2 separate regions of the Mus musculus genome follow, and region 2 is linked to region 1. Evidence: chromatin contacts called from public HiChIP or PLAC-seq data. All regions are on one chromosome and are shown on one strand. The core of a region is the stretch at or near the end of the contact, and the rest is flanking DNA. Distances in the headings are between cores, read along the strand shown. Region 1 overlaps Slc24a4 (solute carrier family 24 (sodium/potassium/calcium exchanger), member 4). Region 2 overlaps Rin3 (Ras and Rab interactor 3).

What was found. HiChIP or PLAC-seq counts read pairs in DNA pulled down with a chosen protein or histone mark.
Region 2: an H3K27ac HiChIP or PLAC-seq map of trophoblast stem cells shows a contact between it and region 1, with 17 read pairs. The contact joins two enhancer-like sites. A contact is called at or near these places in 6 of 39 promoter capture datasets (3T3-L1-derived adipocytes, embryonic stem cells, liver and 2 more), 1 of 15 datasets of contacts at CTCF or cohesin (CD8 T cells), 27 of 484 Hi-C or Micro-C datasets (the AML12 cell line, B cells, the C2C12 cell line and 20 more), 11 of 115 datasets of contacts at active chromatin or transcription factors (CD8 T cells, the HPC-7 cell line, acute myeloid leukemia and 8 more) and 4 of 9 other capture datasets (adipose tissue, embryonic stem cells, liver and 1 more).

What each region holds. Positions count from the first base shown.
Region 1 is chr12:102,258,828-102,265,151 of GRCm38.p6, forward strand. Slc24a4 (solute carrier family 24 (sodium/potassium/calcium exchanger), member 4) reads left to right here. Exons shown (of 17, transcript NM_001362345.1): 14 at 1,551-1,665; 15 at 5,511-5,623; 16 at 6,050-6,115. Among named protein-coding and RNA genes, the nearest start is that of Gm25203, 8.3 kb to the left of the region's middle. Within about 2 kb of position 3,189, at least 66 of the 459 cell types and tissues checked have an H3K27ac peak or open chromatin away from gene starts, as enhancers often do. A contact at or near this core is called in trophoblast stem cells, where this site is marked.
Region 2 is chr12:102,357,416-102,363,739 of GRCm38.p6, forward strand. Rin3 (Ras and Rab interactor 3) reads left to right here. Exons shown (of 10, transcript NM_177620.4): 5 at 1,290-1,381. Among named protein-coding and RNA genes, the nearest start is that of Rin3, 78 kb to the left of the region's middle. Within about 2 kb of position 2,231, at least 7 of the 459 cell types and tissues checked have an H3K27ac peak or open chromatin away from gene starts, as enhancers often do. A contact at or near this core is called in trophoblast stem cells, where this site is marked.

The DNA.
Region 1 (6,324 bases), core at 1,939-4,438:
GTTTCTCCAAAGGAAGTAAAATGATGTCAGTTCAGAGACTGGCATACAGACACATTGATGGAGAGGAGCATTTGGCTGGGATTCCAATGCTGAGCAGCTGGAGTCCATGGGGGATCTGTACCTAATCTCTCTGGTTCTCATATGACATAATAATGGTGTCCTCCTCACCAGTGGGCAGTAAATCATAGCATGGGTAAGATTATGAAAGTAAGATACCTTCGTAGAGTGACTGCTATACATAAAGTTTTGATAGAAATCCAACAAGAAGCCATATCTATTAGTGAGGGATTAGTTAGAAGGCGCAGGCAATACAAATGAAATCTAAGCATTAGTTTAAAATGTGCTTAGATGAGAGTTGTGAGTGGAGAGGTATTCACGGTACATTATTACATGAAAAAACAGTTACCAAACAGATACTGATAATATGATCTGGGCACCCCCCACTTTTCTCCTAATATACACCCCCAAAACAAGATCAAGGATTCTCAGACATTTTCAAATGTGGTTCCCAGCCCAGCAGCTTGAGGGCACTAAACCTGAATGCAAGCCTCACGTTGGGAGTGAGACCCTGTAACGTGGTGCTAATAAGGATCGTCTGTGTTCTCGAGGTTGAGACCCACCTGTAGATGAAATGTGTTAATAGCAATTGTCAATGGCTCTTTAAAATTGGTAGTTAACTGTTCTTTTCACTTAATTTTATTAAAAAAAAAGTTTAATGCAGGACTGGAGAGAGAGCTCAGTGGATGAGAACACTGGCTGTTCTTCCCAAAGACCCAGGTTCAGTTGCCATCACCCACACGGCAGCTCACGAGCATCTGTGACTCCAGATCTAGGATATGTGATGCTTCTGGCCTCCTTGGGTTCTCCATGAATGTGGTTCACAGACATACATGCATGCAAAACTCTCATACGCATTTAATTAATTAGTTAATTAATTAAATGAAATAAACAATTTTAAAGAAAGTGTTAAAGCAATAAGCAGATACTGTGTGGTGGAGCCAGGGCCATACAGAAGATTTCCTTGCTGAGGGGATTGCACACACCTTTAATCCCAGCACTGGGGAGGAAGAGACAGGAGTGTCTCTATGAGTTTGAGGCCGACCTGGTCTAGAAAGCTCTAGGCTAGCCAAGACTACATAGTAAAACCCTGTCTCAAAACAAAACAAAATAAAACAAAAAACTCAAAAACCAAAAACAAACAAACAAACAAACAAAACCTATAGTTTTTCTTAAGGGGCTGAGGCTGTGGCTCAGCTGACATGCATAAAGGCCTGGCTTCAGTCCTCAGTACCACATGAACCAGGTGTGGTGCTGCATGCCTGTAATCCCATCATTTAAGAGGTGGATGGAAGCAGGAAGACTCAGAGTTCAAGGTCACCTTTGGCTCCATTGCCAAGTTCAAGGCCAGCCTGGACTATATAGGACCCACCTCAAAAAAAAAAAAAAAAGTCTTCAAAAATAAACTGTAAAAATAGCACACAGGGTAGGGAGTGTCCAGGGCCGTTACATTCTAAGTTGGCCCTGATCCCTGACCCTGGCCTCTTCTGCAGGTGACTATTATTGGATACACACTTGGGATCCCCGATGTCATCATGGGCATCACCTTCCTGGCGGCAGGCACAAGTGTTCCAGACTGCATGGCAAGCTTAATTGTGGCAAGACAAGGTATGGATTAAGCCTCAGCCCCCATCCCCCGCTGGCAAGTTCCCTGTCTCCTTCCCTGTTCCTGGAGAGACATGGACAAATATCTATCCACCCCATACAGGGCGCTGATGACAGACCAAAGAAATTCCATCCAACTCTAGCTTGGGGAACCAGGGAGTTTACTGGCTTTACTTCCAGCATGGGGGAGGGGGGGTGTGGAGGAGCCACTTACAGGAATATGGGTAACCCCCAAACCTCCCTGCATTGCTATGAGTCCCACCCCACCATGGACGATGACCTTGTGAGAGCTGCATCAAGAAGCCCACCCACAACTCCCTCCTGCATCCTAGCTGCACAGGCCCTGGTGGGCAAGAGGATGCTAGAGCCAATAGGCTTTTGTGCTACTTGGAGGCAGGAGGGAGTAGTAGGTAGACTCTCAGGTAAAGGTCTGATGATCTTCATCCCTCTCCTGCTTGAGAAGTCAATAGTCTCCCCACTCCACCCCCACCCCCTTCACCACAGGCCCCTCTGTCAATGTACTGCACTCATTTCGTCGCCATGACTACAGGGCTGAGGTTATCTCTGCTCCTTGATGGATATGGGATGGTCTTGGTATGCCCAGAAGAAAAAGCTATACTCTGACAAATACTGAGATGGACTCCCTTAGATCTTTCAAAGTGCTTTCCTATGTGGTTGTTTTAAAGGAGACATGTCCTGAGGTTACAGTGTGGGACGGGACAGAGCCTCCACCTAGAAGTCATACAGCAAATGACTGATTATATGCTTTAGTTACTTTTGTTCTGCTGCGACCAAATTACTCCACAATACATAAAAGAAGACAGCTTTATCTTTGCTCGTGGTTTCCAGAGAGCTCAGCCCATCACAGCAGAAACTGCAGGGCACACAATGTGGCATTGGGCATGGGTGGTAATGAGTATCCACATGGCGGTGGATCGGGAACCAGAGGCTGGAAGTGGTGACCCAGTGTCAAAACTTAGGTTCCACTTCCCAGCGGCTCCACAATGCATCTAAGGAACAGGTTCCTCCATCTGAGGAACAAGTGCTCAGAACATGAGGCTGATGGAAACATTGTAGGTCCAAGCCATAACATATGAGAGCCATGTCTGACTCAGGCAGGCATCGTAGGACTCCCAGACACTGGCTCTGTCTGTTCTCCTGAATTCTAGAAGATGTGAAGTGTTTTGCTTTGCGTATGGGCTTTCTTTGGGGTTTAGGAAGTGACCCAGGTGGAACAAGATGGAGGCTGGAGAGGGCAGTGCCAGGGAGAAGAGTTGGCTCTGCAAATTAAGGCACATTTCTCCAAGAGATTCAAAGGCTGAGAAGACCTGAAGAGAAGGCAGTGTGAGAGCATGTAGGGAGAGTAGGTAGGCAAGTGCCTGACAGAATTAGAGGTCACTGGAAGCAGCAGCTGAGGGGAATGGAATTTACTTGGGTGACCTTTGCCCTTTCCAGGACAGCTCCACACAATTGAACTTACCTTACCGGAAGTTTGACGCCAGGGCCCCAGGGCCTGTGGGGCCTATGCACTCTTCACATTCCTACTCGATTCCGTGTGAACCACACCTCTCTGACTCGCTTGGCCTGTAGCTGTGTCCCGCTGTGGGCTCTGTTTCTGCTGTTATGGGCTGTGTGTCCCTCTGTGTATCTGCAGCCACATTTCCTGCTTACAAGAACAGCTGGATTAGAGCCCACTTACTTCAGTATAACTTTATTTATTGGCATCTGTAAAAATTCTAAACCCAGTCACAGCCAGAGGATCTGGGAGGTCATGAATTAGAGGCAGGGTAGGGACAGCTCCTTGCACAATACATCGAGTGAGAAGAAAACTGAGGGTCACGGGGGCCTCTCAGACATTCAGTCACATGAGCCTAGGGGAAGTCAGTCTCACATAGTCCACAGCACAAAGGTAACAAAGTCTCCCCTGAGTGGAGCTAAGGGAAGACAAGGCAAAAGGATGTTTTCCTTAGACACAAGCAGGAAGTATTGCAATTCTAGACGCCTCAAGGTCCCAATGGGCTCAATGAAGGGTCTCATTTAGGAACAGGGATAAGCAGGGTTCTATAGCAGGAAACTGTTGCACAGTAGCTACAGTGGAAGAAATGTGTGTGAGGCTGAGGCTTGGGGTGCCAAGCTGTCCTAAGTTAATAGTGATGTGATCGACAGAACCCAGTCCACATGGTCAGAGTAGAAGGGTCTCTATGACAAAGGGTTCGGAGCCCCATTCAGAGTCAACTGTGTGAAGCAGGGAATCACAAAGGTGCTCTGACAGGAGCATCTGCACCAACCTCCATAGGGCTCCCTACAGGCAAAGCCTGGCAGGTATTGACTGGGGCACCCCCAATGACATATCCAAACCCGCAGATCCTACACAGCCATGCTCAGTCAGCACCTGCTTCTTACAGAAACCCCAGGTGACATGTGCACTCCTTAAGGTGTGACTCACACTTTCCAAGGCTCCTCAAAGAGTTACTTATCTTCCCGGCTACCTGTGCAGCTCTGACAGTTGCCCTGAGAAGCACTCAACCCCTCCTCTCCAAATTCCAACATCTTTAGCCTATCCTCACCAGGTACAAGGAGTTGGTCCCAAGCACATTCCTTCATGGGACCTGAGGCTGGGAGCCTGCTAGACCAGAGTCCAGACCTCAGAGCCCTAAGCTGCCAAGATTCTAAAATTTTTCACACCAGGAAGGAAGAGGCATGCACTGGGGTTGGGGGTCATCAGAGAACAGCAATGAGAACACAGGAGGGGAGGTCTGGCTCACAGGAGGATGGTGAAGATACAGGTCTGGATGCTGAATGGGCTTCTGATGAGTGTCACAGCTACCTAAGTGATGTTATGTTTGTAGACACTTGTGTTCCAAGGTTGGGCCTTCTGCTCACATTTGTGGGTGCCAGGTTACAACATCAGAGTTCTGCCAACTCTTTTCTTAAAGTTGTTCTAGTTCTTCAAGAGAGGAAGTGCCTTGGCTGTGTGATCAACAAGGTCTTGGACAGTGGGGCAAGAAGGGGATTGAACAATAGCCTCTGTCTGGAAAGAGAAAGGTCATCATTCCAAAACCACCAGAATGTAAGATCTGATGCTCTGTGGACCCAGAGAAGGACATGGATACCACTGTCCAGGCACAGATACAAATCATGGCTTGGTAGAAAGGATGTGGGCCCAGCATCCTGAGGCTGAGCCTCTAGCAAAGGGTTAGGCCTTGGTCACCTGCCACATGAGAGTGGTGGTCCCACCCAAACCCAGCAAAGCTGAGAGAACTAAAGGGAGCAGAGCCTGCGGTAGGCCCTTGAGCACGGCAGCTGTCAAGTCGGACAGGAGAATAACGGAGGAGCCTGTGTTCATTTGCTAAAGCCAATGTTGGCAGGGGGACTTAAACAGTATTTACACCTCACATTCCTGAAGGCTGTAAAATGAAGGTCAGGATGTGGGCAGGGCTGGCACCTTCTGGCAGCTATGAGCCTTTTCCTCTCCCAACTCTATTTGGCCACCTTTGTGCTTGCATGGTTTTCTCCTATGTACTGTTGATATCTGGATTTCTCTTTTCCCTAGGACTCTAGGACCAGGACTCAGCCTAATGCCTTCATCATAGCCCATTGCCTCTAAATAAGGCCACATCTGAAGTGCTGGTGTGGTGTCAGGACATCCACGTACAGATCCCACCCACAAAAGGAACCTTTAGGTCTCATGAAAAGAAGGAATCTTAGACCACACAGATATTTTACAAGCATAGAGCCCGAGAAGGACTCCCCTTCTTTTGAACAGCCCCGATAGAGGGGTTCAGAGAGGGAATGAGGGTTCCCTGAGATCCACTCCTGATGGAAGGAATGTGTTGCTTATTCTCCAGGTCTTGGAGACATGGCAGTCTCTAACACCATCGGAAGCAACGTGTTTGATATCCTGGTGGGGCTTGGCATCCCGTGGGGCCTGCAGACCATGGTTATTAATTATGGATCCACAGTAAGTCCTGCCACTTCCTGAAGAAGTGCATAGGTATGTTTCAGAGGGAGGGACGAGGCTCTCTCAGTTCCAGCCTGGAGTTCTGGGGAGATGTGCTACCCTTTGCCCTTTGCATCCACTTTCTTCGATGGCGTCTGTGACAGCCTAGCCTGCAGGAGGAAACTCATGCTTACTGCATCTTCCTCGGTGCCTCTTCCTTTTGCATAAGCCCACCGTCACCTGTCCCCATCCCAGTCCACTTCCTGATGAACCAAGTGCAGACTTGCACCCATGGCTCCCCATTTGTCATAAGGCTCTGACTATCCTGCATCCATCAGCAGGAGCCCTGTTTCCCAAAAGAGAAAATGAATACTCTGAAGGTGGGGCTTTTAGAATAGACTGGCCGACCAACTCAGAGATTTGTGGCTCATGTGCTTCACTCTCCAGGTGAAGATCAACAGCCGGGGTCTGGTCTATTCCGTGGTGCTGCTGCTGGGCTCTGTCGCTCTCACTGTGAGTTTTTGTCATTTCCAAACTGGAGCACCATGAATACTTCATTTCATGCAGCTCAGCCTGGCTGGGCACATCTCCCTGTTACTTGCCCTCCAGGGTGAGGGGCAAGCCAAGGACATGTATATACTTAAAGATACCCCAAAGCAAGAGCAACTGCAACCGCTGTGGTACTTTATCCTGAGCAAGTAAGGTGTCACCAGGGGACCTGG
Region 2 (6,324 bases), core at 981-3,480, 98 kb after region 1:
TGCCAACCTTTGAAACTGTAGATTTGGATAAAGGTAGTGAAGAGGTCCTAAGATGGGATAAGGCCAGACTTGTGTAGAGGAATGAGCAGATGACATCAGAAGGCCCCGGGTTCATAGGATGGTCACGTGATAATGACTGAAGACGATGCAGTGCCACCCTGTCTAACAGAGCAAGCCAAAAGCCACCCCCAGGACCTCACCAAAGACCCCTAAATGTGCCACAGCCACCCCTCAACAGTGCTTTCTTCCCCCATGAAAGATACTCCCGGAAAGGGGGTTAGGCATTAACAGGTGACCATGGTATTGACTTCACACTACAGGGTTTCTAAGACCCAGGATCTAGACACCCTTAACCTAGAGTTACAGAGAAAGAAGAGGAAGACAGGGAGGCTGTGATGGCCCTGGGTGGAGGGAGATAGCTCTCCAGACCAACAGAGGAGGCGCCTAGTGGATAACAGGTGGATGGATGAGATTTCTTTGCTTATGATTGGCTTAGGAAGGAAGTAGGCAGGCCGCTGGTCCAGTAGTAGAGCAGGTTGTTAATCTTGAGCTCTGCTATTCTGTGCCATCTTAGTCCTCTGGTCCATTTCTGCCTTATGGAGGGGAGACAGGCTTACAGGAGAGAGACAAGGAAAGAGGAGAGAGGAATGGCTGGAAGATGGTGGATAGGCCCTGAATGCCAGGATAAAACATAAAATCGAGACCAGCTCTCCTGCCTGGGGAGATGGCCCTTGGGCTGGAGGGCCCTTGGGCTGGAGTCTGGAGGACCAGGACCCAGCACCATCTACCCATAGCCCACCACAGTGCCTGAGAAAAACGCTTTCCCCCTCTTGGTCTGTTTCCCTCTGTCTGAATGGTTGCTGGAGATCTCTGGATGGTGCTGGAGATCTCTGGATGGTGCCCTCAACAGTTTCCCTGCAGCTAGCAGATGGTGATAGCCAGCTAAATGCTCATCAGGGCATCCCTCCATGCTTGCTGCCTCCATATGGAGGGCAAGGGTCAGAGGTCACTAAATATGCTTAAAGGAAGTATGGGCTTAGCAAGGGAGGAGGAGCAAGGGAGTCTTCTCTGTGCCCCCTGGCTCTTTCCAGGTCCCTGAAGCTGGCACGAGATCTGGATCTGGCAGCTCCCTCAGCTGCAACCCTAACCTTTGGCCCCAGGGAAATGTCTAGGTTTCATGGAAACCCTAGAAGTCGCAGGATGTGAGGCACAGGTCTGGACATCTGAATGCCTGGGGAGGCAGACTCTGGCCCCTGTAGTACCTGACTGTGACCCTCCTGTCTTCACAGAGACTTACTGCCCTTCACTCTACGGCTGCCCCAGGCCATCCTCGAAGCTAGCAGCTTCCTTGAACTTGAGACCATCTCCAACCTGGGCCTGGGTAAGTCCTCCCTGTAGAACCAGAGAGTAGGTGGGAATTGAGGCAAAGGGGTTCTGGGATGTCCCCCGTTGTATTAGTCCATGTTCTCTAGTAGAATAGAACTGTCTTAGTGTCCTATGGCTGTGAAGAGACATCATGACAACAGCAACTCTTATAAAAGAAAGCATTTGTCATTTCATTGGGTCTGGCTTATAGTTTCAGGGGCTTTTAGTCTGTTATACTCATGGAGGGAAGCATGACATCATTCAAGTAAGATATGGCACTGGAGCAGAACTGAGAGAGTTCTACATCCAGATCTGCAAGCAGCAGGTAGAGAGAGACACTGGGCCTGGCTTGAGCTTCTGAAACCTTAAAGCCCACCCCAGGACACAATTCTCCTCCAACAAGACCATGCCTCCTTATCCCTGTCAAGTCGTGCCACTCCCTAATGACCAAGCAGTTAAATCTATGAGCAGCTGGGGGGTTCATTCCTGTTTAAACCACCACAGGAACCAATAGGATGAATATTCCATTGCTTACACTGAAATGTTAACAACAATCTCACGCATGGGAGGCTAAGAACCTGCGTGTTGCTTGGGTTCAAAGGCCCAGCCCCTTGGCAATCTTCGTGGTCCTACAGTGGCTGTCTCACATTGGAGAGGCCGAGAGCCCAATAATTGCTCAACCACATGGCTGACTGCTTCATCAACCCCAGTCTGGCACTAAAGACCTCCAGGGGTCCTGCAGAGAGTCACTGGTCCTCTCAACAATGGAATCCTAGAAACCCTGGTTATCTTAGCTGCACAGGAGTCTGTAACCACAACAGAGCCCAAGGGAAGGTCAGGCAAGTAGAAGCTGAGTCATCTTTCTCCCACCATGCCCTGCTTCATCTGGGCTGCTAGCAGAAGGCGCCGCCCACAGTTGAGGTGGATCTTTCCACACCAATTAAGACAATCTGGACATTCCTCAGGTGAGGCTCCTGACTCAGGAGATTCTAACTTGTGGCAAGATGACATTAAAACCAACCATCATACCAATAGCCTTTGCAGAGATGCCTTTGGGAGACACCATGCTGGATCCTGAACCTTAGTTTGAGAGTCTACCATGCCCCTGGGCCAGACATGCTGAGCCACTGAATAGGAAGATCCTCGGGGTTCTAGACAGAGGGGCCCTGTGTAGCCAGGGACCATAACCAGGTGGATCACAGTAGAGGCAACCCTGGGAAAAATAATGCCAACACCAAGGCAGTTCTGAGGGCTGGCCAACATCACCCCTGCTTCTTTTGTCCCAGTCCTGGCCCTGTCACAGCACTCATCAAAAGGAAAAACATCATGGATGCTGTCTTTATCAGGGTTACTGTTGCTGTGATGAAACACCACGACCAAAAGCAACTTGGGAGGAAAGGGCTTGTGTAGTTACCCGTCATCATCACTACATCAAAGGAAGTTGGGGCAGGAACTCAAGCAGGGCAGGAATGTGGAGATAGGAGTTGTTGCAGAGGCCATGGAGGAGTGCTGCTTACTAGCTTGCTCACACGGCTTGCTCAGCCTGCTTTCTTATAGAACCTAGACAAGCAGAAAAGGTGGGCTCTACCTACAGTGGTCTGGACCCTCCTACATGGATACAGGCTTGCCTACAGCCCAATCTTATGGAAGCATTTTCTCAATGAGGCTCCCTCCTCTCTGATAACTCTAGCTTATTTCATTTTGACATAGTACTATCCAGAACAGATGCAATGGGAAGCTGGAATGTGCCTTCATGCCCTTGGCTATCTCTCTGCCCAACCAACCAACTCTAAGGGGGGCATCCCTAGCTTCCATTCTTTTGCATAACAGTATTAGAAACCCAGACTTCCTGGGCTCTTCCTAATATCTAGCCACACTGAGGTCTCTATAGGCATAGGCTTGGCCAACACTGACTTAGGACTGACCCTCACCAGTGCTGACTCTGAAGAAGGCAAGATCTCAAGGCTGATAGCTGCTGAGATTCTAAGCCAACATGTGTTGGGGACAGAAATTTTCCTCCTTCTGCATGGTATACAAAGTAGTTTGTTTACAGTTATGCTTCAACAGCCTCTGTGGCCAGTGGTAGGGCAGAGACCCAGGACTTCAGCACCCAGAGCCAGAACATGTCTATAGACAAAGCATTTTTATTAAGGTACAGCTGTTCACTGAACAGTCTCCAACTGATCACAGCACCAAAAACACTAGGCATAATAGACACCAATGTTGCCTGAACAGAGGAAAATTAGCCAAGACTGAAGATCCAGATCACAGAGGAAGTCAGGAGCAGACCTCAGAAGACACACATGTACCAGCTTCCAGGCCAGGCTGCTGTCCTTCTCCCAGAGGGGTCTGGGGACAGCAGGGTGAGAGAAGAAGTCACATCCAGTCCACACTGCCCCTTAATTTAACAGACCCTGCTACACTGGTCTACCAAGTAGCTGGCAGCAAGCATTGAACTTCACATATACTCATTGGCCCTGTTCTGGGACTCAGGCAAGAGTCCCTGGGGCTGATAGCCAAAGCTCCTTGTAAATTCCTCCTGCAGAAACAGCCTGGGAACACTTGCTGAATGGATACACGCCACTCTGCTTAGGAGAACTGAATTCCTAGCTGGAACAGAATGGCCCTGCTCTCAAGAGAATGTGACCTCAAGCATGGAGTGAGCTGGAGATGAAAGTCACCACACAGGAAGCCAGGGATGGCGCAGACTGGCCTGTTGGCAATGACTTCTTTGATAATGGGAAATTAAAAAAAAAAAATCAAGTATGCTTCTCCTGAGGAACCATCTGGAAGGTTCTGTCTGACGAGGTGTCCCCGGTGCTGAAGACACAGAGCTGGGCTCAACAGACTGACTTTTACCCAGAGCCAAGGAGAGGTTAGCTTTCCAGTCCATCTGAACAGATGAAGACCTGAAACTGCCAGACACCTGGCCCTGGTACAGGCAAGGCGCAGCTTTGCCAGCCTTTCTGTGCTCTCAGGATAACTGCATGAGGTCACCTGTCAAGGGCACTGAGCTAAGCACATTGAGTGACTCTTCTACCAGGCATGTCCAACCTTCTGACATTGCAACAAGAGGCTGACTGTGACGAAGTTCACCCAGAAGGACCATGCGATCAAATTACCAAAAGAAAAAATATCTCATAAGGTCTTAAGTAACTTGATGATTCTTGAGGGTAGCATTCACAGTTGTCCTCAGACCCATGCAGTCAAGGACTGGACACACCTGTTACAGCAGAGTGTTGAAACCTACTCAAACCTGCATGGAGAATTCTGAGAAGTGGAGGGGAGGGCCATCAGACTTTGTGAGCAACAGCCTCTGCTCTGCTCTGCAGCCTTCTGTGTTCTGCAAGCCGCTCTGAGCCCGGCTTCTGAGTCCTCCGAGTCTGAGTCCACCAGGCTCCGCTTCTAGCCCCACCCCGACCCTGCCATTGTTTCACAAAAGGAGAATTGCGATATTACTAGCCAGCTTTGGGTTGGGGGAGGTCTTGAGGCCAAGTGTTCCCTTGGTCCGGTCAATGTTTCCAGGAGACCCAAAAGCATGATAGGACACAAGTTCATTGTTCCATTTTTTATACCAAAAGGAGGAGGAGGAAGAGGAGGAGAAACCCATTTGATAAATGAAGCCATGGGAGTCAAGGAACCTAAAGAGCTTTCTCAACTATAAATAGAAATGAAGCAATGGCTCATGGTACCACAGGGATGGAAACATGTTTAGTGAAAAAAGCCAGCCTCACAGAAGCACATGTGAGACTCCAAAGTAGATATGCTCAGGGGAGGCAAATCCAAACACAGAAAGCAGGTTAGTGGTTGTGTCAATCACTTTTCTTATTCCTGTGATAAAATACCGAACAGAAACAACTTAAGGGAGAAGCCTGTTTGGGCTCATGGTTTAAGGGAACACAATCTATCATGGCAAGAGTTTATGGCAATGAGAATGTGTGACTAGGACATCTTCCACATCTCCACCAAAAAGCAAGAGAGGGCAAGAAAAGGACCAAGCTATAAACTCCAGGCTCACCTGCCATGACCCACTTCCTCCACCAAGGCTCCAGCTCCTAAAAGCACCACCGCAGCCAGACCAGGATCACCAGCTGGTACCAAATGTTCAAACCCATGAGCCCGCAATGGATAGTTCACATTCAAACCATTAACACTGGATGGGAGTGACTGATAACGGGCATGGATTGCCTTGGGGGTAGGGAGGTAGCTATAAAATGCCCTAAAATCTATCACAATGACAATTGTGCAGCTATGGCCATATTAAAGCAGCCAGGGAATTTTTTTTAATAGATGAATTGTGTGAATGATATTCTAGTTGAGATGGTAGAGGGAGGTAAACTATATGGCTTCCCATAAGTGGATGTAATGGGAGCTGGATTCACACATGGACTTTGTAAGTGTGACCTCTGTGCCCTTTTGTCGGTACCCACAGCCGTCTGATCCTTTCAGCCTTGTTCACTCCTTCCCGCTCTTCAGTTCCCTCCTCCCTTGCTCCAGGTCCAGTAGAAAATAACATGGCCTCCTATTGCCAAGGGAGTGGAGGCTGGATTTGATGCTGAGAAGGGAGAACGGCAAGCCCTCCCTCTGCATTGTATCCTCCAAACACTTCTCTTTATGGTATCTTTCTCTTTTTATGAAGTGCCAGCATGGTGTGGGTTTCTTTTTAACTGACAAGACCAGAAAAAGCCAACACTGGAAAATCACGCAAATCCCTCCACCGCTGCAAAAATACAGTTCTGCATCTCGCCTTCCGCTGTTGCTGTGTGTGAACACATGTGTGAGTTTCAGTTGTTTTTCTCATACCCAGAGTCAAGAAGCATCCAGCTTGCAGAAGATGTACTGGGTTTTCAGTGCGCCCAATGGTCTCACAGTTACTCTTAGGCTGGTTTGTTTGTTTGTTTTTGAGGCGTATTTCCTTCTTCTGTGTCAGTGATTATATTTTATTGCACTTGGTTTTGG